2 separate regions of the Danio rerio genome follow, and region 1 is linked to region 2. Evidence: chromatin contacts called from public Hi-C data. All regions are on one chromosome and are shown on one strand. Each heading gives the region's core, a stretch centred on a gene start, on an enhancer-like site or on the middle of the called end of the contact. The rest is flanking DNA. Distances are from core to core; before and after follow the strand shown.

Region 1 (6,548 bases), core at 220-2,719, 330 kb after region 2:
CCAAATTTCTGGATTACCAAATCCTGTTTACCACAGCCTTAAATGGAACAACAGTGTAGCCTACTGGCTTAACAAAGAACAATAGGTAGGCAAAGTACCAGTGGCCACAAACAGCTATTGTTTTAATGGTAAGAAAAGAAACACTGTAATCAACAAACATTTAACATTTTTTAGTTTGTTCTAAATACAATATAATATATATATATATATATATATATATATATATATATATATATATATATATATATATATATATATATATATATATATATATATATATATATAATATAAATATAAAATAGATCCCAATCTGAGTTCAAAGTTTTAAATAACCCAAAGGGCTTGATCCAAATAAAATGTTAGCTTGGATTACATGGTCTGATCTTAATTTAAAATCCCTCTGTTACTTTTGAAAAACCCATTTCCAAGATATGATCCAATCTGTGATTTGAAATCCCACTGGATTACTTTTTAAAACTGGGCCCGGTTGATTTAGATGACATACTTTTAAAAGACCCTCAAATGTTTCTCCCATTATATGCAGGTAAATGGATTAAAATAAAGTTTGTTGCTTTATTGAATGATGAAATTAGCTATTTAAAGAATACCAGTTGATTGACTCGGTCATGCTTTTCGACCACACAAAATTTTGACCATGCACCTAATTTTAAGAGGACAAAAGTCCTCTATCCCCCATTTTGTAATTTTATGTATGATGTATCTTACAGTGCACAGCATACATGAGGAAACCCCCGCCCCCACAAATCTCTTATTTAAATACATTTTTTCTATAGGAAGCTTTACAATATTATATTTTGTGTATATACATTAGATTAGTCAGTGCTGAAGCCAAATCTGGAGCTAATCTAACAAAATAACTTACAATAATGGTTTAAAATTAGTAGCCCAAATGTATTTGTTTTTCTGTCAGCAGAAAAAAATATTTAAAAAAAAAACATTTTCAAAAATAGCAAAAATCAAGAGAAACAAAAATATATACAATTTTGTTGCAATGTTGTTGTTTGTAATTATAATTTTTTTTGCAATATTTTGCATGAATTTAAATGTATTATCTTACCAATTCTAAAGATGTTTTGTGACTAAAATATTATTTTAATAATTATATCTGTTTAATAAATCTGTTTTGTTTAAATGCAAAAATATATATTACTCATATTCACTGAGAAATGGAAAAAAAAATATTTCTTTTCAAAATGGGGTGTACTCAAATTTGCTGAGCACTCTCTCTGACAAACTGATTCCAGTGTATGATGAATGTACCTATAAATGTTGACATGTACCAACAAATAACATAGCAACTTACATAAAACAACAACAGAAGTGGTAAGCTTATTTGACCTGAAAAAAAAAGACATCGAGAAACATCTTCACAAAATATATTCTGTCACGGGGATGTATGGTTGTACATTAACGCCTCCTTCTGGTAACTAGAGAAAATAGCAAGCCCTTTCAATAAATCTGTGCATTCATGTGGACCAGTGAGTCACTGAATTGATTCACCGTGCAAGACTAATTTAATATAGGCTGATACATACTTTCCGTGAATAATACAGAAGATTTATTGTTTTAGACTTTATCATACCATCTGTTTCTTTCAGATGTTGTTTTCTTCAGAAAATTTGCTGCTATGAAAACGAACAAAACTGTACACTGAGTCATAGAGGTAGTATTTTTCTGTAGATAGATATCTCAGCTCTTATACGAACACAGTCAAGTTCAATCAAATCCCGGATGTTAGATCAGAAAATGACAGAAAAGATGGTAGTGAGTATATCTGAGGAGCCATTGAAATACCACCAGGTGTTCATTTCCACTAGGAATGAATCATTTTTTCTCTAAACAAACAATCTGAAAAACAGTGTGTCGCACTGTGTATTCAGCTGCACGGAAAACGGTAATGGAAATGCCCTCAAGTTTTGTCTTCAATTGAAATGTGTTGTTATTTCGAGATGTTTATTAGATCAGAATGTGAAGCTGGTTTGTTTTCCAATAGTTTTTAGGACAATGACTCACTGATTGAACAAAAGAGTAATTTAGTGACTATGCTGTTTGTAAAAAAATATAATGAAAGCAGAATGTGTCCCTCCTGGGGTAAAGGATCTTATTTGACCATGTTTTGTGAACAAAGGAAAAAACAAGTTTAACTGCACTGAATATCCATGAATTTGAAGTGTATTTTAAATCTTATATATTTTTTTAATTTTAAAAATATCAGAACTATTTATTAACATGTTTAGATTTTTAAAAGTGTATTTTGTAATAATGAGGGTTGTCTAATTGTAATATTAATAATATTTTTATATAATTTAGGGGAAAAAAGTTTACATTTTGCAGTGACACAGTGGCTCAGTGGTTAGCACTGTTGCCTCACAGCAACAACTGGCTGGGTCAGTTGGCATTTCTGTGTGGTGTTTGCATGTTCTTGCCGTTTTCACATAGGTTTCCTTCTGGTGCTCCGGTTTCCCCCACAGTCCAAAGACATGAACACTATAGGTGAATTAAATAAACTAAATTGGCCATAGTGTATGTGTGTGAATGAGTGTGTATGGATATTTCCCAGTATTGGGTTGCAGCCGGAAGGATGTCTGCTGTGTAAAGCATATGCTAGATAAGTTGACGGTTCATTTCGCTGTGGCGACCCCTGATGAATAAAGGGATAAAGCTGAAAGAAAATGTATGAATAAATGAGTTTACAGTTGCATTGTTTTTAACTAAAAACTTTTCATGCCCCTACAAAAAAATTCTATAGTTTTATTATATTAAAATACTAACAATGCTGTTTTTTTCAGTATAACATTTGTAATTGAGCCAAATAGAAGTAATCATGAAATTCCATGTTAATTGTTTTTTAAATTTCTGTTAAGAAAGTGCCAAATTAATTAGTATTCCAGCTAATTGCATTGTAAATAAAAGAAAATTATATCCCTAATACAGTTTAATTTAACATATATTTATATTTATATATACATACAAAGTGTTACGTATTCACTTTGCACTTGGGTATATTTTTTCTTAAATAAGTATTTTAAAACGTACACGGGTGTATTTTTTCACAAGAGACTTGAAGACCTGACACAAAACGAAAAAGAAAGGAAAGAAAAATAAGATTATCTCATTTATATAAATCATAAAGCCTGCTGTGTTTTCTGCAATGGACCAAGTTTTAAAAATCAATAATATTATGATTATGAAATGAATCTAAAATTGCCTCGAGAGCGGTCATGTGATCAAGAGGAAAACAAAACCAGCGGGTGAACTAATCAGCTTAAGTGCTGTAAAACTGGTTTAAGTGTATCCCTAAAAGTGAAGTTTTTTAAATGCAGCTCTGCATTTACCCCATTAAACTTCCCATGTCAAATCCGTTTCTCAATATATTATGATCTTGTAACAGCCAAGAGTGGGATAGAAAAATACATTCAAGTTGTTTCCCATATTTTACATACTGCTCTGATATAAACATTCAATTCATCTAAAGTTTGACTGGTAAACTATCATTTCTGTTGTTGGTCTGAAAATGCATTAAACATTAGTCATTAAGTATAATAAACACAATCAATCTTTCCAATATATCAATGTCAAGAGCATAGTTAAATTACCTGATGTGCACAGAATTTAAGACCCCCTTTCTCCAAATGAGCCGTGCATGGCAGGTTTAAATGATCCGTCGTCAATGAGGTTTTACAGTAGAAAGAATGACCAGGTCAGCACTAACCTGGATTTTATTGACCTTTAAAGGCATAAATAAAAGCAGAGACCAAGTTAGAGTGGGTAGAGAATCTATACGGATCAGTTTTGTAGATTATCTGCGGTGTCCTCCCTCCACTTACTCTGTATCACACATTTTATTGATGAGGACATAAATCTGACAAACACTAACACGAAACGAGTCACTAACCACTAGGTGGCGCTAGAATACTCCGAAATGCCAGTCAAAGTTTTCGCGCTTATTCTCAAGTCTGTGACAAATACAAGAGGGTGACAAACAAAAGCCACATCATGTCGTTAATCCTCCTTTATAAAAAGAAAAGAAAAAAAGACTAGGCTAAACCACAAAATATTTGTCAAATGCGTCACGCCAGCGAGACCCTTTATAAAAACAGAGTAACATACCACGGCAGGTGCCGGATGGAGATACTGCATAGCTGAATAGACAGTCATGGGTTATGAATTTCACACTTCGGCTTTACAACTAACGTTGACCACAACAATTATCAATCTTTTATGAGAGATCTTTATGAAGTGTTACAATGCAGTCTTGAAATTGTTTTTGGTGCACTTAATGACAGATGATCAATTAATGCATATTGAATTTAATGTACAACAACAACAACAACAACAATAATGATGATGATAATAATAATAATAATGATAACAACAATAATAATAATAATAATCATCATCATCATCATTATAATAATACAATAATTCCATAAAATAATATATTATAAATGAGATTTTAATAAAATTTTTGTATGTAATCTATTGTCTGTGTTGATTTATGTTTAATTATTTTGATTTGGTTTTACAAATAAATACTTCGAAATGGAAAAAATTAAAAATTAAATAAGAAATACAAATAACATGGTTACACTAAAAAGAAATGTGTTTGTTTCAGTTGATTTTACACTTTTACAAACACAATGTAGGAAAATAAAAACATAGCCTGATAATGATAAAAACTTTAAAAAGTTAAATGTTTATAACGAATAATGCGTTTGAGGTTTTATTCAATATCTATACAACTTCCCAAACAGTAATCTTAGTTCTAAAATATCTACAGCCAATCAGCGAACCCGCTTACTCAACCAGCAGTGACGTATTCCTCAGAGCTCTGTCTGCGCTCACCTGAGAGACCCGTTTCCATCCAATGGCACGCGCGTGCACCACGGAGAAACGACCCGCAGCGTTTGCGGAGAGAACGACAACAAACCCTTTAAACTGCTGTGACCCATTCAGAGCCTGAGTCACCCTAGCACACATTCCCTGAGTGAATACGAGGTTCCGGAGAGAGAGGGAGGAAGAGCGGACAACTTTTGAGAGAAAGCGCGCAGAGATTCACCGTCGCATCCCATCCCGAGACTGTTGGCATCCGAGAGAAACTGCGCGCGCCTTGAGTAACAAGGACCGTTAAAAGATGTGATTATTTCCTTTTTCTGTCTCCGACAGGTGTCTTTATTTTACAGGTGAGTGAGCGTTTGTTTTATTTATGAACATTTTTTACATTACTGAAGGCTATTGCTTGGCAAATTGTTGTTGCAAAGTATTATAAACCAGCGTACTATCAACATAAACATACTTTTCTTGTGTTCGTGTTTTCATGGAATTGTGTTGATACTCCTGAGCTTTGCTGTTGATATTATGAGTCAGTGTAGATCTGTTGGTTTCCATGAAACTCAGGTTAAAAAAGCTGAGGCGTTTGTTCTTTAAATGTTTTGCTTTTCTAGGAATAAGTCTATTTTTGAGTCATTTAAGTATACCATGGAATCAAGTGAGGGGGGTATTATTTCTGAGAAAAAAACTAGGCTTATTTATATCTTCAATTACTTATACTTTCCTGAAAACTCACCATCATTATCCTGAGGTAAATACTATTAACAGTAATGCACATTGTCAGACTTGATACAGAACTTGTTATTAAAATACAAATCTCAACATTGATAGTAAAATCATTTTAGAGAGTCTGTTCCTTTCAGTGGGGAAACACCAAGTGAAGCACTTATGGGCATTTTTACATTTAGGAAGATTTGCCAAGTTTATCATTCTGTTTCTGTGGTGTTTTAAAGTAGGCAAGCAACATATATAGGTCAGCATTGAAATATATAGAGTGAGTATATAGTGACAAAAAGCCACTACATGGTAAATTTTAGTCTAGCCATAAAAACCTATGTAACTGTTAATATCTTTATGCATATTATCTGGCTTGATGCAAAATGCAACTATGATAGTAAAATAATGTTTATGCGATGCAAAATACATACTGTAACTTTGATAGTAAAAGCATACTCAGTGTTTTGTTGAATATTGCTTCTGTAGATATTTTTCTGTTGTGAACCACTTTTAAGCACTTATGATTGTGCCAATTGTTCACATTTATAAAGAAGATTTAGAAAGTTTTCCGGGCAATTTATGTGGTGTTTTAAAGCAGAGATGTTCTTTATAGGTCAGCACAAAAATAAATTGGCTTAATATGTCTGGAGTGACTGAAAGTGCAACAGTTTTCACTCTCTCTCTCATTGTTATACTTACAGCTTGCAGTGACCTATAGTGCTAGTCAGTGCACTTCAGTTGCTTAGATAACAGTAAGGGTGAATCCCATATTCTCTAGCTCTACCGCTCTCTCCCTCTCAACCTTAAAAGCGACCTCCTAGAGGAATAGCATTTAAGTACACCAACAATAAATCACTTCTCCGGCATCCGCAGCCTACCAGGCTTAATTGAGTTTATCAACCACTCCCTTGAGAACGCTGTCTAAAGTTAGACTTGTCACCGCAGTGCACTCAGTGTAGGCTGACTCTTTGATGATTCGC
Region 2 (6,184 bases), core at 3,227-5,726:
TATATATATATATATATATATATATATATATATATATATATATATATATATATATATATATATACTCTGATATTTCATTGAACTTTGGTCTATAGCTTTGATTATGTCATGCAATCTTTTCATTATGCTTCTTGTTTCTTTTATTCTTAGTAATTTTTGTCACAATGGGAAAGTTAGACCAATGTGCAAAGTCTTCTACAGTACATGCCAAATGTTCTCAATAGGGTTAAGGTCGGGACTCTGTGGTTGCCAATCCATGTTTAAATATTATGTCTCATGCTCCCTGAAGCATTCTTTCACAATTTGAGCCTGATGAATCCTGGAATATGTTTGTACCATCAGGAAATGTTAAACATCTCATAATAGAATAACCTGTTTATTCAGTATATTCAGGTAGTTAGCTGACCTTGTTTATAATATTGCTGATCCTGACCTGATCTGACCAACTGCTGTCTCCATAGATTACAACACTGCCATCACAGATTTGTATGGTTGGCACTATAGGTGCATCCCTTCATAATTCTCTTTTCTTACACTGATGAACCCATCACTCTGGGACAGGGGAAATCTGGACTCATCAAACCACACGGCCTTCTTCCACTGCTCCAGAGAATAATCTTTATGCTCAGCAAATTGAACCCATTTTTTATTTGCCTCACTGATAAGTGTCTTTCCTAAGGCTACCCAGCTGTTAAGTCCAAATTCGTTGAGTTTACCTCACATGGTGCAGTAGGAAACATTCACTAAACATAGCCATGAGTTCCAATGTTGCATTTATTATGATTTATAGTAACGGAATTAGCTAATAACTTGAACCCTCTGATTAACATCTTTTCCACGACCACAGGATGTGTCTTCCGACATGACATTAGCTCAAACATAATCATCCATTCAATAATTATCCAATGGAAGGTTTTTTTCAGTATACATTTGCTTAGTTAAATCCAGGTGGTGCCATATTTTTTCTCATGGGCTGTATATTAGGACAGTTTGCCTTAACTTCTTTTTCCATAACCTAACATTGTGTTTTTTCTTTAAAATAAGTATTTCCATTAAGTAAGTTACATCAGCTGAATTGTATGGCTTTTAAAATAGATTCAGCTTTGTAAAGGCAATTTTACCCCTTAAATTCCCTTCTTCAAAGCTCCAAAATTATTACTAAGACATGAAATGTTGGTATTTTTTTAAATAATAAACTATTACAAAGAATATTTATTGTACAATATCAACTTCATAGAAATAAAGAGAATTTAATTCCTCTAATTTAAGTACTATGAGTTTATAACTCACGACTGTTCAAAAATAGTCCAAATATATTAGACTTACAAATTAATTTCAAATAAAACAACATAGGTTTTACTTTAAAAAGTTATTAAATGAAAAAACAAACCAATGACATCTTTGAAGAATAAAATTTTTAGGTTTTAGTTCCAATAATAGTGCAGAAACGGCATTTGTTAAAATGATAAATGACCTACTGTACTTGCTTCATCAGACCAAGGCAATGTATCACTATTAGTTTGACTTGATCTTAGTGCTACGTTTGATATAACAGATCATAACATACTTACAGATTGGTTACAGAAATACACTGATGTTCAGGTTCAAGCACTGAAATGGTTTAAATTATACCTGTCTGACCAATGTAATTTTTGTAATATAAATGGAGAGTTATCCAGCTTAACAGCAGTAAAGTATGGAGTGCCATAAGGATCTGTCTTAGGCTCTCTCCTGTTTTCAATATATATGTACTGTAGCCGCTTGGCAAAATTATTAAAAACATGGGGTTAGTTTTTACTATGCTGATGATACTCTATGTATTTCATCAAAACCAGGTGAAATGTCAGCACTATTGAAGTTAACAGAGTGTTTTACAGACATAAAAGAGTGGATGACTAGTCTTTTTTTCTTCTTTTAAATTCAGACACGACAGATATATTACTCTTTGGAACAAAATCCTGAACACATAAGTTTCTGGAAATTATTTTGGATCGAGGTGGATATACTGTGCTTCATCCTCTTACAGTCAAAGACCTGGGTGTTTTATTACACAGCAATTTGACTTTAAAAATCATATTGAGTATATAAGTTACAAAAACACAGCTTTCTTCCATCGCAGAAACGTTGCCAAGCTGCAGATTCTGATGTCCATTTCTGATGGTAACAAGCTAGGGAATGTGTTCATTACCTTGAGACTTGACTATTGTAATGTTATTTTAGTCCAGAATGCAGATGTTGGAATTCTGACCAGGACAAGAAAATATAATATCTTCCCAATTTTATCTTGTCTTTTATCTAGATATAAATGTTGTTTTAAAAATTCCTATTTTTCCAAAAAGCTTTAAATGTTTTAGCACTTACTTTGCCATTCTTTTAAATCACACTTTATCTGTAACACTCTTTATGGTTTCAAGATTGAGGACTTCTGACAAGATCCACTGTAGAACACCAAAGACCATTAAAGGAGGTGCAGTGTTCCTGAAAACTTACCATTATCCTTATATTGTAATCATGATCACAGAATGTAATCATGTTCATCTCTCTTGAATAGCAGAATTGGCTTTGTGAATGCAGATTCCAGTATAAAACAGGCTTAAAAGTGTTATGATGCTTAAATCAGTTCTCTCTTTATTTTTTTATGACAATATTTGTATTTTGAGGATATTATTGAATTTGCAATACAGGTTTGTTGCTAAAATAAGAACTATACAGTTTTAAGAAATGTTTATATATCTTTTACAATAAAACTCCCAAATGCAATGCTTAATAAGGTTTAATCTCTAAAATGATAATTGTAATAATTAAAAAATATGTTATTACAGAGGGAATGAATTTGAAAAATGTTCTTGGCATGTAAAGGTTAAGGACTTGTAAAATTATTTTAAAAATGTTTTTAGAATATTGTGTATATATTCGAGGCCCAAATGCATTACGATGGTTAAAGTGGTTAAAATATGAAGAAATATTTGTAAATATATGAAAGAAAAAAAATATTTGAAGGGCGAATTGAATTTAATGCGTTTTATCCTATTACCCATTCAACTATGGAGTTGAATGGACCAAAATGCTTTTTGATTGTTAAAGTAGTCATATCTCAAATATTTCCACAATCAATGAATGCATTCTGGTTTCATTCCTATAAAAAAACTTCAGAAAATGTATGTTCCTTATTGTCAAAAAACAGTACAAAATGCAAAATTACAAAAGGTTTTATGTGGACTTCATTCATTCATTTTCTTTTTGGCTCAGTCCCTTTATTAATCTGGGGTCACCACAGCGGAATGAACCACCAACTTATCTAGCATATGTTTTACGCCGCAGATACCCTTCCAGCTGCAACCCCGCACTGGGAAACATCCATACACACCCATTCACACACATACACTAGGGACGATTTAGCCTACCCACATAACCTATACCACATGTTCTTGGACTTGTTGGGGAAACCAGAGCACCCAGAAAAAACCCACTTGAACACGGGGAGAACATGCAAACTCCACACAGAATCTAATATATATATATATATATATCGTCATCTTGGAATTATAAGGTTCTATATGCGTTCAGAATGATTTTGAGATAATGAGCTTTAAAGTTTTCGCATTCCACAGCAAACAGTATGTGTGTAACATTTGTTTTTTTTAATAAAGTCTTAAAATGTAAACAACTTATAAAAAACATCCCATAATGTAAATAAGTTGTCATTCAATAAGAACATGTCAATAACTCAATTTTGACAAAAATGTCAGATAGAACCTTATAATTCTAAGGTGACGATACACACACACACACACACACACACACACACACACGCACGCACGCACGCACGCACGCACGCACGCACGCACGCACGCACGCACGCACGCACACACACTTTATTTTATTTCAGTTTTCTATAGTTAAAATTTTATGCTAATTTCAGTGTTACTTGCATTCTTATTTTTTTAACCAATTTCATTTTATTTATGTTTTAAAAATGTCATGCTCAATTCAGTGTAACTTGCTCATTTCATCTATGCTTTAAATAAGTTAATAGATAAATAAGTAAATAAACAAATAAAGAAACAAACAAATAAATAAATAAAAGCATAATTTATAATTGCAAGTAATTCTTTTAAAGCATCCTCTCTTTCGCTTGCAACATTGATTCCATTTTCCTTCAGCATCGCACTGACCTTTTCAAAAACCACATTTTGCTGTTTGTCCAGCAGATGGCAGCATTTCTCATCTAATTCCTCACGGAAACCACTGACATCATCAACCTACAGTCAGAAATAAACGCATGATAGCCAATGAAGGACTTCACACATCTGAGAGTAATAATTTAGTCAAGTTAAACAAAGAAACGCCTGATCCTTTTAAAAAACAAAATCAAATGAGTGTTCAAATAATATAGATTTGCACTTGATCTCACCTGGGAAACATTCAACATCTTTTAGAGGGTCAGTATTTGGCTGGTTCATGGTCCAGTTCGCCTCTGCTGGTAAATTTTGTTCCTGCACCATTCAGTCTTTCTCCAGGACACCATCTGAAAGAACACAACATATGATCTTAAAGAAAATAAGCTCGATTTACAATTGTTATATATTAATATTGTTATATAATAATATTGCTTAGCATAGATCATTGAAGCATGAGGATTAGCATCAGGATAAATAGTTTTGATCATTTTCTATTTGCAGTTCGACTCTTTCGTAGTTACATTTTCTACAAAGACTGGCAGAAAATTAAAAGTTACTATTTTCTAGGCTGACATGTCTATTAACTATACTGTCATTCTGGTGTAATAATCATTGCTGCTGTGTTATGGCTGCAGCAGGAGCATCGACATTACACCTGAAAATAGTCTCCAGAAAAAAGAACATGTGCACCACCAATTAGAATGTGTAATATGGTGTGCCTGCTGTAGCCATGATACAACAGCTAATTTCCCTGCTTAATTGTGTGAGGAAATAGACTCCATGAATATATGGAAAAGGGTTTTGAATAGGGCTGCATGATTTTAAAAAATCTTATGATTTTTATTTGTGATATATATTGGGATATGAATACAATGTCACCAGTTGACTTAATATCTATATTTGTAAGATCAATTGGGATTATTCTGAAATGGGGTGCATCTCCATAACATCAAATAGCAATCTATACATTTCCCACACATTTTCATGTGGTCTGTGCTACTTGCAGTGCATTTCTCTATTTGCATGTGTTGTGAGTATTTTCATGCATGTTTTTAGTCAATGATTGATGAATTGATATACTACTTTAGCATCCTCATAAAATCTAATAAACAATCTATAAACTTTCGGGGGTCCCCAGACACATTTTCTTGTGGTCTGTGCTATTTGCAGTGTATTTCTGTATTACTCTTCAGTGTACGTTGTGAGCATTTTCATAAATAACAATTTATAAAGACAATTAAGAAAAAGATAGATAAACACAGTTTATCATTTCCAGAGTCTAACAGTATTCAAGTACAGAAATTAAATAATTAAATAAAATGAATCCTCCTTAAAGTCACAAGTGGTGAAATATTTTGTGCCTAAACGCTTTTAAAATCATTATACAATTCCAGGCATTAAAAACACATGCAAATGATAAATTATGATACAAACTTAACATTGTATATACAGTGCTCAGCATGATTGCGTACACCCCATTCTGAAAATGAATATTTTTATCCATTTCTCAGTGAATATAGGCAATGTATTTTGGCGCATTTTAATAAAACAGACTTAATAAACAGATATATTTATTAAAATAATAATTAGTCACCAAACACTTTTAGGCATTGAAAGATAATACAATTAAATTCAAGCAAAATATTGCAAAAAAACAATAATTATTACAACTTACAAAATTTTAACATTTTTTTTTTCTTTTTTCCTTCTCTTGATTTTTCCTCCTGTATTTAATATTTTCTAGAACATGCAAATTTGGGTGTATTATTTTTTGGATCATTATCATAAGTTATTTTGTTAGATAAGCTCCAGAGTTGGCTTCTGTACTGACTAATCTAACGTATATGCACAGATATAATATTGTATAGCTTCCTATTAAAAGTATGAATTTAGAACATAGACTTGGACGGGGTGTACTCAAATATGTTGAGCACTGTATTTTGCAATGTGTCTATTGTGGATTATCACATTGCAATATTGATGTAAAAATGATATTTTTCACT

Evidence for each region. A called contact is a pair of places that touch in the nucleus more often than the background predicts.
Region 1: a Hi-C map of hematopoietic stem cells shows a contact between it and region 2, with 3 times the contacts expected there. The contact joins two enhancer-like sites. A contact is called at or near these places in 2 of 18 Hi-C or Micro-C datasets (hematopoietic stem cells and an unstated tissue).

The regions. Positions count from the first base shown.
Region 1 is chr25:19,575,747-19,582,294 of GRCz12tu, forward strand. It overlaps a transcript of met not described here. Among named protein-coding and RNA genes, the nearest start is that of met, 5.2 kb to the right of the region's middle. Within about 2 kb of position 1,470, at least 3 of the 62 cell types and tissues checked have an H3K27ac peak or open chromatin away from gene starts, as enhancers often do.
Region 2 is chr25:19,244,700-19,250,883 of GRCz12tu, forward strand. si:dkey-106n21.1 reads right to left here. Exons shown (of 16, transcript XM_073943010.1): 3 at 4,415-4,528; 4 at 4,176-4,262. The coding sequence starts at 4,228. Among named protein-coding and RNA genes, the nearest start is that of si:dkey-106n21.1, 47 kb to the right of the region's middle. Within about 2 kb of position 4,477, at least 7 of the 62 cell types and tissues checked have an H3K27ac peak or open chromatin away from gene starts, as enhancers often do.